2 separate regions of the Mus musculus genome follow, and region 2 is linked to region 1. A link is a contact called in public Hi-C data. All regions are on one chromosome and are shown on one strand. The core of a region is the stretch at or near the end of the contact, and the rest is flanking DNA. Distances in the headings are between cores, read along the strand shown. Region 1 holds the start of Map3k7 (mitogen-activated protein kinase kinase kinase 7). Region 2 holds the start of Ndufb6 (NADH:ubiquinone oxidoreductase subunit B6).

Region 1 (4,996 bases), core at 1,760-4,259:
GGACGTAGACTCATGAGAGAGGAAGTTCAAATTCCAGCTCTACCACTGACTGAGACAAGAGGCTTTTGGCAAACCAAACTCCGTGACCAGTTGTCAGTATCTATAAAATGGGGATATCATTTGTCTGTCTACCCAACTACATTTCCTGGGAGATTATGACGACTGTCTAAGAATGCCCAAACTTATTGTGGAGAACAAGATAGTCCATGTTGGAAACAAGGTATTTTATTTTTACAACAGGAATAGATTTCTAATAATTTTGTCTAATCTATCAATTTAAGAGAGATATCACAGGTCTCCAAATTGAATGACCTGACTCCATATATTCTGACACAATGCAGCATCTAATTTTCTAAATCTGAGTACATTTTCCACCAAACCATCCAATCCTGAAAGTGTCTAGTCTATGTCCTGACTCTCTTCACTGACGTACAGAAGGTTAAAAACTGAATGACTTATAAAAATTAAGTACTCATGTAGATTTCTTAGGCAGAAAACTAATATAATCTGACATGAAAGTGAAGAGCCACAGTACTCTGATACTGCAATGATGGAAACATCTGCTGTCTTAGAAATGTGTATCTACGAAATGATTCCCCATCTGCCTGGAGTTAGATGTTTTCCTGCCACAGCTTCTAATTATCTTTGTGTAGTGCTGAGTCCATTATATTATGGGTTGAGAAATAAATAATGTGGTTCTCTCGACTTACTGTTTCGCTTTCTGTGGTGCTAGGATTGGAGCCTGAGCCTCAAGCACAGAGGGCAAGAACTTCAATACTGGGTTATACACCAAGCCATTCTTTTCTTAATTGATAGGGCTATGATATACTTGTCCATATAAAACACTGAAGGCATGTGAGATAGTTTTCATGTTGGGTCATCTTTCTGTTTTCCTATTTATGATTTAAACTAGAGATGGAATGTAAGTTGAAATAGTTTGAGTGCCCATGATGCACCTCTGACTGCACAATCTCTTTAATGTGCTCACAGGAAGACTATAATGGAAATTATGTAATGGTTTTGACATCAGAAAGGCCTGAATTAAATCGGGACTATAAAAATAAACTAGGTTCTAAGACGAAACAAATTTCAAAAATGTACCAGCTTTGGATTGAGGGCTTCAAATTGATTATTGTCTCCCTTAGCAACTTGCAGGCCCCAATGAGGCAAGAATGTGAAAGCTTTAAAAAGTTGTGTGCAAAAAACTAAGGCTGCAAAAATCAAACAAAGTAAGCTCGTGGAAATATGTGGTAGACCATGAAGTACAAGTTATTATTATATAACAATTTGTAGTCTACAAGGACAGCAATTCATGAGAGTACACGTAAATGCTTATTTAAAAGCTGCGATTCTTGTATACTGACTCACTGAAGTTTTAGTCTTAAAAAAGAATGTTATCCATGAAAGCTGGACCAACTACCCGCTTCTGAAAAAAGGAATTTATCTTAGCTTCAATGGGGGTGGGGGGGACATATAAAATGTTTTCCTCTTCAAAAACAGGCCTTCTTTTAGCATATGACCTTAAAGCAGGTCACCCTTCCTGTCTGGAACTTTGCTTCCTAACAATATGTCAGGCACTATATTGGATTTTCTGCACACACTGCTTAACTGGATTTGTCACACTGATAAAGTAGCAATCACTCCCATCTTACAGTTAAGGAAACGAACACACAGAAAGCAGTAGGAAACCAAGTCCCACAGTGCTCTGTCTATCTCTGAAGCGTCTTCCTCTGTCTCAAACCTTCCCCTATCCAGCACACTTTTTCTAAGATAATCATGCTCTCAATGAACACACTCATCTCTGGTTAGTTTTTGTGATACAAAGATATGACTTAGTAGTCCTCTAAGGTAAAGATGTATTTATTGATTGTTAATTTGCTTGCATCTTTTAACTCCTTACTATAATACTTTAAAAATGAAGAAAAGACAACTCAGTCTAGCTATAAAAAACCCACACATTAAGGCACAGAAAATGCACAGTGCTCTTAAAAAACGGTTAAACTCATAGAAACTGCGTGAACGCGTTTCTAACCAAAGCTTCAACGAGTTCTAAACGGCATTTTGAATATATGTACAGATTTTTTCCTCTTCAGTAAATATTAAGACTCTTAGAAGTCACTGGCCCCACTGTGAATCTGAAAATAGGCGATGAAGTGAAGACACTCTTCCACCTGAACATTGAATTTATTCGGTTTTTCTAACAGCGATTTCTGGTGTAGCGTAATATTCTGACTGTCACCATAATCACTACTTGCCTCTTCAGACTATGCTACTTGAAACATGTTTTCATAACAGACTTAACGTTACTAGAGATTGAAATTCATCTACAGAGCCCAATAGAAGGTAGAACTACCTACGGTATCAGAGAAAGAAGAATCCGGGACCAGGGGAAGCACCGTGAGACGTTCGACGTTCTCTTTACCAGCCTGTCCCAAGCATCCTTTCGTGTCACACACTGCGCTAGAAGTCACACAGACAGACAAGACAGACATACAGACAGACAGACAGACACACACACACACACTATCCTGGACTCTAACACCACTACCAGCGAGCTGAAATCCCGCGGCCACCAAACTTTGCTCAATCTATTTACGGATAATTGAACTGCCGACCACATAAGAATCAGGTAGAGAATCACAGATTCAGACTCAACCCCCGAAGCCCATGGGGAAGCCGCCTCCCGCCCGGGATCCCAGGCGGCGCGGGGCAGCAGGTCTCGGCCTCGCTCACCTCTTCCACCTCGATCTCCTTGTAGTCGATCTCTTCGAAGTTCAGGACCTGCGACGGCGCTTCGATCATCTCACTGGCAGAAGACGAGGAGGAGGACGAGGCGGCGGAGGCTGTCGACATGATCCCCCGCGGCGCCCGGGGGGCCGCGCCCGCCCTCCGGCTCGCGCAGCGCCCTTCAGCCCGGAGCCCCGCAGCCCCGCCGCCCGGCGCTCCGTGGCGCGGGACCGACCCGGGCCACCGCCGAGTCCCGGCTTCGGCTCCTCAGCGCTTTCCGTCGCCGGGCCCCGCCCACCACACTTCCAGTTCCGGTTTGAACTCGGAACTGGGAGGGAGGAGGCGCGCCTGCCGGACCCGAGCGGGGAATTTCCTGACCCGGGGAGCGAGTGAGGGAGAAGCCGGGGTAGGGGCGGAGTGGAGGAGGGCGAGCGCGGAGCCGTGGGCCCGAGGAACAGGTTTCGCGAGACTTTTGCGAAAGGGCCTCGGCGGCAGGAGGATACCGCGAGACTGGACGCCGTGACGTAGTAAATGTGCGCGATCGGAACTGGCGCGGAGCGAGCCCGAAGGCGGACCGGTTGGTCCTGCGGGATCCAGCGGGAAAGATGAACTCCGTCGCTTTCTGCCTGTTTCTTTTGAGCCGCGTCGTGCCTTCCCCTGCTCTGTGCTGGGCGGTCTGCGGTCAGGCAGCCTAGGGTTTGTCTTGTGCTCATTGGGCACCTCTTCATGTCGGGTTTTCAGCCGTGAGCCCGTTACTTTTTTAAGCGGAACCCCGAGCTGGCGAGGGGGTTCGGGAGCAGCGGTTAGCGCGCGCCATCGGGGGGAGCACCGTGACGCGTGAGCGCTCACTAATGGAAGTTAGCATCGTAGAGAGACACCAGTGGCGTTTTACACACTTCCTAAGGCAGTTCAGATGGCTTCGCTTTGTCACCTTCCCGAGGCTGTCGTCCACAACAGCCCCGAGGGTTTGGTTTGAGAATCCGTGGACACACCAAGACGACGGATTTTAAGAGGAGCCACTATGCCTCAGAGCTATAAGGAGAGTCACGCTTCATTGTCCTTAATGTTTATGTACAGCATTTTGGCGACCTTTGAGGACATTGTCTTTGAAGGACTAATGTCTCTGAAGGATTGTTGAGTTTAAGGGAGATCATAGGGTGGTTCCTGAAGACTACCCAACAAGATTAGGATTGCTACGGTAAAGCCCCATATTCCGGGGTTACTAGAGTTAAGATAACTTAATTGGAAACAAAGTTAATAGTCTAATGTCTAGGAAAGGACGAAGGGCACAGGCTTGAACCTTAGGCAAAGATCCACTGCTAGTTTAACCTAAGATACCTTTATAGGAAGGAATGTTGCCTTTGTGTCGGCAGTCTTCATAGCAAATGTTGGTTGTACTGAGATTATTTATTTATTTATTTTTAACCCGATGAGGAGTTTCAACTTCGAATAAGGGGCACCTTTCCCTATTTATGGTCTCATAGCTTTTCCTTTCCTGCCTTTAATGCTAGTGCTGTATGCTTACTAAATACTCAGCAGTAGCATGGCAATTCAAGTTTGAGTGTCACAAGTTAGGTCAGAGAACCCCAAGATGGAAGGTATTGCCCATGTTGTATGACCAACACGATTTTAAATTTAAGCTAGGTGCTGAGTTTTAGTTGATTTGACTGGAAACCAGTGGAACCATTGGAGTTAAAATTAGTGACCAAGGATGCGCTCTTGAGAATGTCAAGTCCTGCGCTTCCTAACAGGCTGAAAGGAGGGGAGAGAGAGGGATCCCAATTTCACTACACGGGAGCTTTCTCATAGAACAACAATCTAGGATAATGTAAAAAAAAAAGAGTAAATTGAACATGTTTGCAAGTAGATCATTGTATTTGACAGGAAGCTACTGTGAGCTACCATTCTCATTTTGTAAGTCATAGTCACAGTGACAAACAATAGTTTCTTCCTGCTGCACTCACTTTCTAGGCAGTTTTACCCAGGGTCTTGGCTTTCAGCATCACTGTTATGACAATGATTTCTGATGTATTCTGAATACTAAATTTTTACCGAGTTTTGGACCTGTTGGGCACCTGTATCTATCAAAAGATGCAATCTAAATGCCTAAGCTCACATATCAGAGTGGTAATTCACCATGAGGCTTATGAATGCCTGGGATGAAACTTTCTGGGTTGGCTGGGTGGGAATGGGTTGGGATTCAGGATTAAGATATTTGAATCTCGAGGGCAGTGGTGGCCTTTAATCCTAGCACTTAGGAGGCAGAGAC
Region 2 (5,162 bases), core at 1,679-4,178, 8.3 Mb before region 1:
ATAAGACTTGCCTTGGTCATGGTATCTATTCACAGCAGTAAAACCCTAAGACACCATCCCACAGTCAAAAATTTTGACCCAAAATTGTTCCTGTCTCAAAGAACTGTAGGGACAAAAAAATGGAGAAGAGACTGAGAGAAAGGCCATTCAGTGACAGGCCCAAATTGGGATCTAGCTCAAGGGGAGGCTCCAAGGTCTGACACTATTACTGATGTTATGGTGTGCTTACAGACAGGAACCTAGCATGGATGCCCTCTGAGAGGCCCAACAAGCTGCTGACTGATACAGATGCAGATACTTACACCCAACCAATGGATTGAAATCAGGGACCCCTGTGGTTGAATTAGGGAAAAGCTGAAAGAAGCTGAAGAGTAGGATGACCCCACAAGAAGACCATCAGCCTCAACTAACCTGGACCCCTGAGATCTATCAGAAACTGAGCCACCAACCAGGCAGCGTGCGTGAGCTGGTGGAAGGCCTTGACACATTTACAGCCCAGAACTACCTGGTCGGGCCTCAGTGGGAGAAGACCAGCCTAACACTCCAGAAATTTGAGGCCCCAGGGAGTGGGAAGACCTGGTGGTGGTGGGGATCCTCTTGGAGCTGAGGAAGGAGGGGTGGTGTGATGGTGAAGTTTGGCTTGCCAGTTCTTCCTATGTTTGGTATTAAAATGCTTCGTCGAAGAAAATTTCCCCAGAAGTTTTTTGTTACTCTAAGATGTAATTTGTACAGAACACTAGAAAAAATGTCTGATTTTTTTTTTAATGGAAAAGCAAGTGTTGTTTTCAGATGTTGGAACAATGAAAGTTATAATACCACTAATTATCTATTAAAATGACTTACCACATCAAATAATGGGTGGATAAATGGGTCTCTCACAAACTATGGATACAGTCATAATAGACCTTTAAGAAAAGCATTTGGAATTTTTTTTACAGGTAAGTATACACTACACATTCCACAGCTGTTCTATTTCTAGACATCATACAAAGATGGTTCATAGCAACTGGGCTTGCGGTTTCCAAAAATAAGGAAAAACTAATCTGTTGGTTAACAGGTAAATATTTAAACTGTGGTATAACACCTGCAATAGGTTATTATTCAGGAACAACAAAGAATATGCTACTAAGTTCTCCTCATACCTCAACCCCTGGATAGTGATGTTGAGTAACAGGAACAGGACAAAATCAAGTTAAATCTGTGATCCCATTTATAGAAAGTTCTACAAGAACACGGACTCTTTAATAGTGATGGAAAGCAGATCAATGGTTGGTGAGAAAGCAGAGAGGGGAGGGGGAAACTGGCCACAAGGCATAGTGTACAAATTGACATGAGAAATGATTTTTTTTTTCTTACCAGATTTCAAGATAAGTTGTTTTTCAAGGCCATCCAATGGCTGGAGAGATGGCTCAGCGGTTAAGAACACCCAACTGCTCTTCCAGAGGTCTTGAATTCAAATCCCAGGAACCACATGGTGGCTCACAATGATCTATAATGGGATCCAATGCCCTCTTCTGGTGTGTCTGAAGACAGCGACAGTGTACTCATACACACAAAATAAATAAAATCTTTAAAAAAATCATCCAAAAATCAAAAACGAGATTTTTTAATAAAGTATTTTGACTTGGTTATGTGTGACGTGTTTTATATTTTAAAAATCATTCAATTCATACTTACTGATGCTGAAATGTTTTCATCTTTGACCAGAGAAACCTGCTAATCAAGTTGCTTACTGGTCTTAGAAACTTCCCCAGTTCTGGTTCGCTAGAGAGAGCCTTATAAATCATATTCTTCTCTGCTGGAGAACACTCAGGTTCCAGAAGCCCCACCATGTAGCTAGATTCTCCTAATTCAGTCTTCTGACGGAGCAGTAAGTGTTCTTAACCGCTAAGCCACCTCCAAACTCCCTAGTTCCTACTTTTGTGTCTATCCTATCTTCCCTATATAATATTGGTGGTGGTGTTTGAAGCAGTAGTTAGGTTGGGCATACTGGTGTACTTCATCTAGCTCATGAGTAGTGGAGGCAGGGGAATTCGGAGTTTAAGTCCAGTCTCCCTAAATAGCAATTTCAAAGCCAACATGAGATCTTGTCTCCAAAACCAAATACAAATAACAAAATTATTTTCATTTATTACTCTAAAATTTTCAGAGCATGTATATATATTTAGTATCACTACTACTCTCCCTGCTTTTGGATAAAAGGTAGCATACTTGGTGTAGTTGGTTTTATTTACTTATTTATTTTTTTAACTTATCAATAGATTGTAGAAGTTACTCCAGTTATGAATAGAAGGCTCATTTATGGCAGTAGCATACCAATGCTTTACAGTACTATAAGCTTTCCCACTAATCCTCTATTCTGAAATCTGGGAGGTGATTTTTCAATGTTTTGCTATTACATATCGTGTTGTGACGAATATTCGTGCACACCCCTACAAATTTTTACTGCCATACCTTTGGGATGTCTTACAAAGTGGGCCGGCAGAATCAAAGAGTGAGCGAGCCTATGGAAGCCTCCCAAATAAGGTGCTCTTTATTTCTGCAGTACAGAGAGGGAAGAAAACCGAGATAGGCGCTCAAGATTACTTAGCGGGTTACGAAAGAGGTGGGAGCCAAATTCGGACGCAAGTGTCTCTCGGTCAAGAAGAGAATTCAAGGGGGCGAGGCAGAGGTTCGCTAAACCATCGTCCTTGTTCTTCCGGTCCCCTCCCCTACAAGTTCTTTCTCTGAACCCTAGCCCCAGGACTTCTCACACTTTCCAACACCGCCCACTTAGTTCTTAACTCAGGGACCTTCCTGAGCTCATACTTAACCCAGGTTGTTAAAACCCAGGGTCCAAGAGAGGGCTTTGCGCATGAGCAGAGCCTGCTTTCCGCGAAGGAGTCGGCCCGCCCCCAGAGGCGGGGCTGGTGTGGCGTCATCACTCCGCGCCGCTTCCAGGCGCCTCAAGGTCGCTTTGCGGAGCGGGAGGGGCAGGTCAGTGACCGGTCCTGTGTAGGCTCGTCGGCAACATGTCAGGGTACACGCCGGATGAGAAGCTGCGGCTGCAGCAGCTGCGGGAGCTAAGGAGACGATGGCTGAAGGACCAGGAGCTGAGTCCCCGGGAGCCCGTGTTGCCCCCGCGCAGGATGTGGCCCCTGGAGCGATTCTGGGATAACTTTTTGCGGGACGGGGCCGTGTGGAAGAACATGGTGAGTGATGAGCCACACGGGTGTCCGGGTTCCCACCCCGGGTCGCAGCCTGGCCAAGCCTCCCAGCCCACTCCTCTCAGTTCCATCAAGGCCCAACCCTGTCCAGAGCCCGCATACCCGGGAGGGCCCCAAGGGACAATCAGTCCAGGGGCTCAGGTTTAGCGGAGACGCTGTCAGGTCGCTATTGTTCAGGGCTGGGGTCTGGAGTCCAGGAGCAGGTGGCTGTCAGGTGTACTGAGAAGTCGGGTCTTAGGTTTTACAAGACGCTCGCCGCACATGCAGTTCTTTCGAGTGTAGATACCTTTTCTCGGGTTAAACTGGTCAGAATTAACTGAGATCACAGGCTGTGATTTCAGTATTTGAGAACACTTACGCGGTGGGTAGGGTTGAGGTGCCAGAGACTGGCCAGCTGGTATAGTACAGCCCCATGGGGTCGCAACAGAAGACAGGGTTCTATTTGGTATGCTTTGTCAGACTCTAAAGCTCCCTTTCTACGCATCACTGTGTACGTTTAACACACTTTTAGTTACTTTTAAATTGCATTCCATGACCTCCAGGCAGAAAAACCGTTCACTCAAGGACTGCTTTTTATTGTAAGGATTCCAGATATTTTCTTGGAGACTGCTATTAAATCACATCAATGATGAGTAGCGAACATTGTGTGGGAATTGCTTTCAGCTCCTTCCAGTAATTGTGGTAGAAGTAGAAGTAGTAGTTGTACAAAGTCTTGGTTGGTTGGTTGGTTTCTTGAACAACAATGCCTTATGTCTTGCAGAATGGTGCTTATTCTGTCTTAGAATCTATGGATATTCTATAGGAAGCCTCAGAGTTAGTGAAAATACTGAAATTGGTAGGTCAGCCCCAATCTGTCAGGAAATATGTTCCATTTAGAAATTTGTAAAATAATTATCACACATAGTTGGTAGTGGTGGAATGTTTTTGTTTGGTTAGTTGGTTTGGTTTTTGTTCCACACACATTGAAAAATAAGGTAGCTCATGCTAGGGAGAGTAAGCAGCGCATGTTGGTAATCACAGCAGCTCCAGAGGCTGAGGCAGGAGGATAGCCGAGGATCTCTGCAGAGGGAGGCGGGCCAGCCTTGGCTAACGCTTGGGACCCTGTCTCAAGTGAGGGGTGGGGTGAGGCTGGAGAGGTGACTGCTTCAGACCACTTGGCTCTTTCAGAGGACCCAGTTTTGGTTCCCAGCATGCACATGGTGGCTCAAAACTGTCTGTAACTCTAGTTCCAGGGCATCTGATGCTTTCTTCTGTCTGAGCTCTGAGGGCGCCAGGCATACTCCTGGTACACATACATATATGCAGACAGAACACTTACATGCATAAAGTAAATAAATCTAAAAAATAAAACTGTAAAGAGCGGATGTTTGCTTATTTTGTATGTGTTTCCCCCGCAGGTCTTTAAGGCGTACCGCTCCAGTCTCTTCGCTGTTTCTCATGTGCTTATACCTATGTGGTTTGTTCACTATTATGTCAAATATCATATGGCTGTAAGTATACTTTAAATGTATGCTGTCCAGAACTTATTTTTAATATTATCCAATAATTTCCTGTGGCTGTGCTATACTCAGAAAATAATATGCCATGCTAAGCTGATTTTAAAGTTCTTTGAATTTTTGGGGGTGGGTGGGTAAAGGTTTAGTTGAATTCTGAGTACTCTTATATACAAGTAGTTTCAAAACTTAGAAATCAAAAAATTACTCTTACACTAGCTTATACCTTTTGCAATGCATTTCCTTGAAGTAGTGTTTAAATGGTCAGCATGTCTATCTAACCCTGGAGTCCTGAGCAGGTATAAAGATGACTTCTGCTGCTTCTTTAGACCAGTCCGTTATGTGGTAACGTTCCAACAAGTCTGCCATGTCTCAGTTCCCTTTCCTTGTCCTTATCTGATTTTTCGTAATTCTCTTCCTTTACAATCTAGGGTATCCAAAAACCACAAACTTTTTCATGGGA

The links. A called contact is a pair of places that touch in the nucleus more often than the background predicts.
Region 2: a Hi-C map of uterus shows a contact between it and region 1, with 17 times the contacts expected there. The contact joins the promoter of Ndufb6 here to the promoter of Map3k7 in region 1. A contact is called at or near these places in 2 of 484 Hi-C or Micro-C datasets (CD4 T cells and uterus).

What each region holds. Positions count from the first base shown.
Region 1 is chr4:31,962,120-31,967,115 of GRCm38.p6, reverse strand. Map3k7 (mitogen-activated protein kinase kinase kinase 7) reads right to left here and starts at 3,009. Exons shown (of 16, transcript NM_172688.3): 1 at 2,734-3,009. The coding sequence starts at 2,853.
Region 2 is chr4:40,277,187-40,282,348 of GRCm38.p6, reverse strand. Ndufb6 (NADH:ubiquinone oxidoreductase subunit B6) reads left to right here and starts at 2,928. Exons shown (of 4, transcript NM_001033305.3): 1 at 2,928-3,191; 2 at 4,604-4,696. The coding sequence starts at 3,012.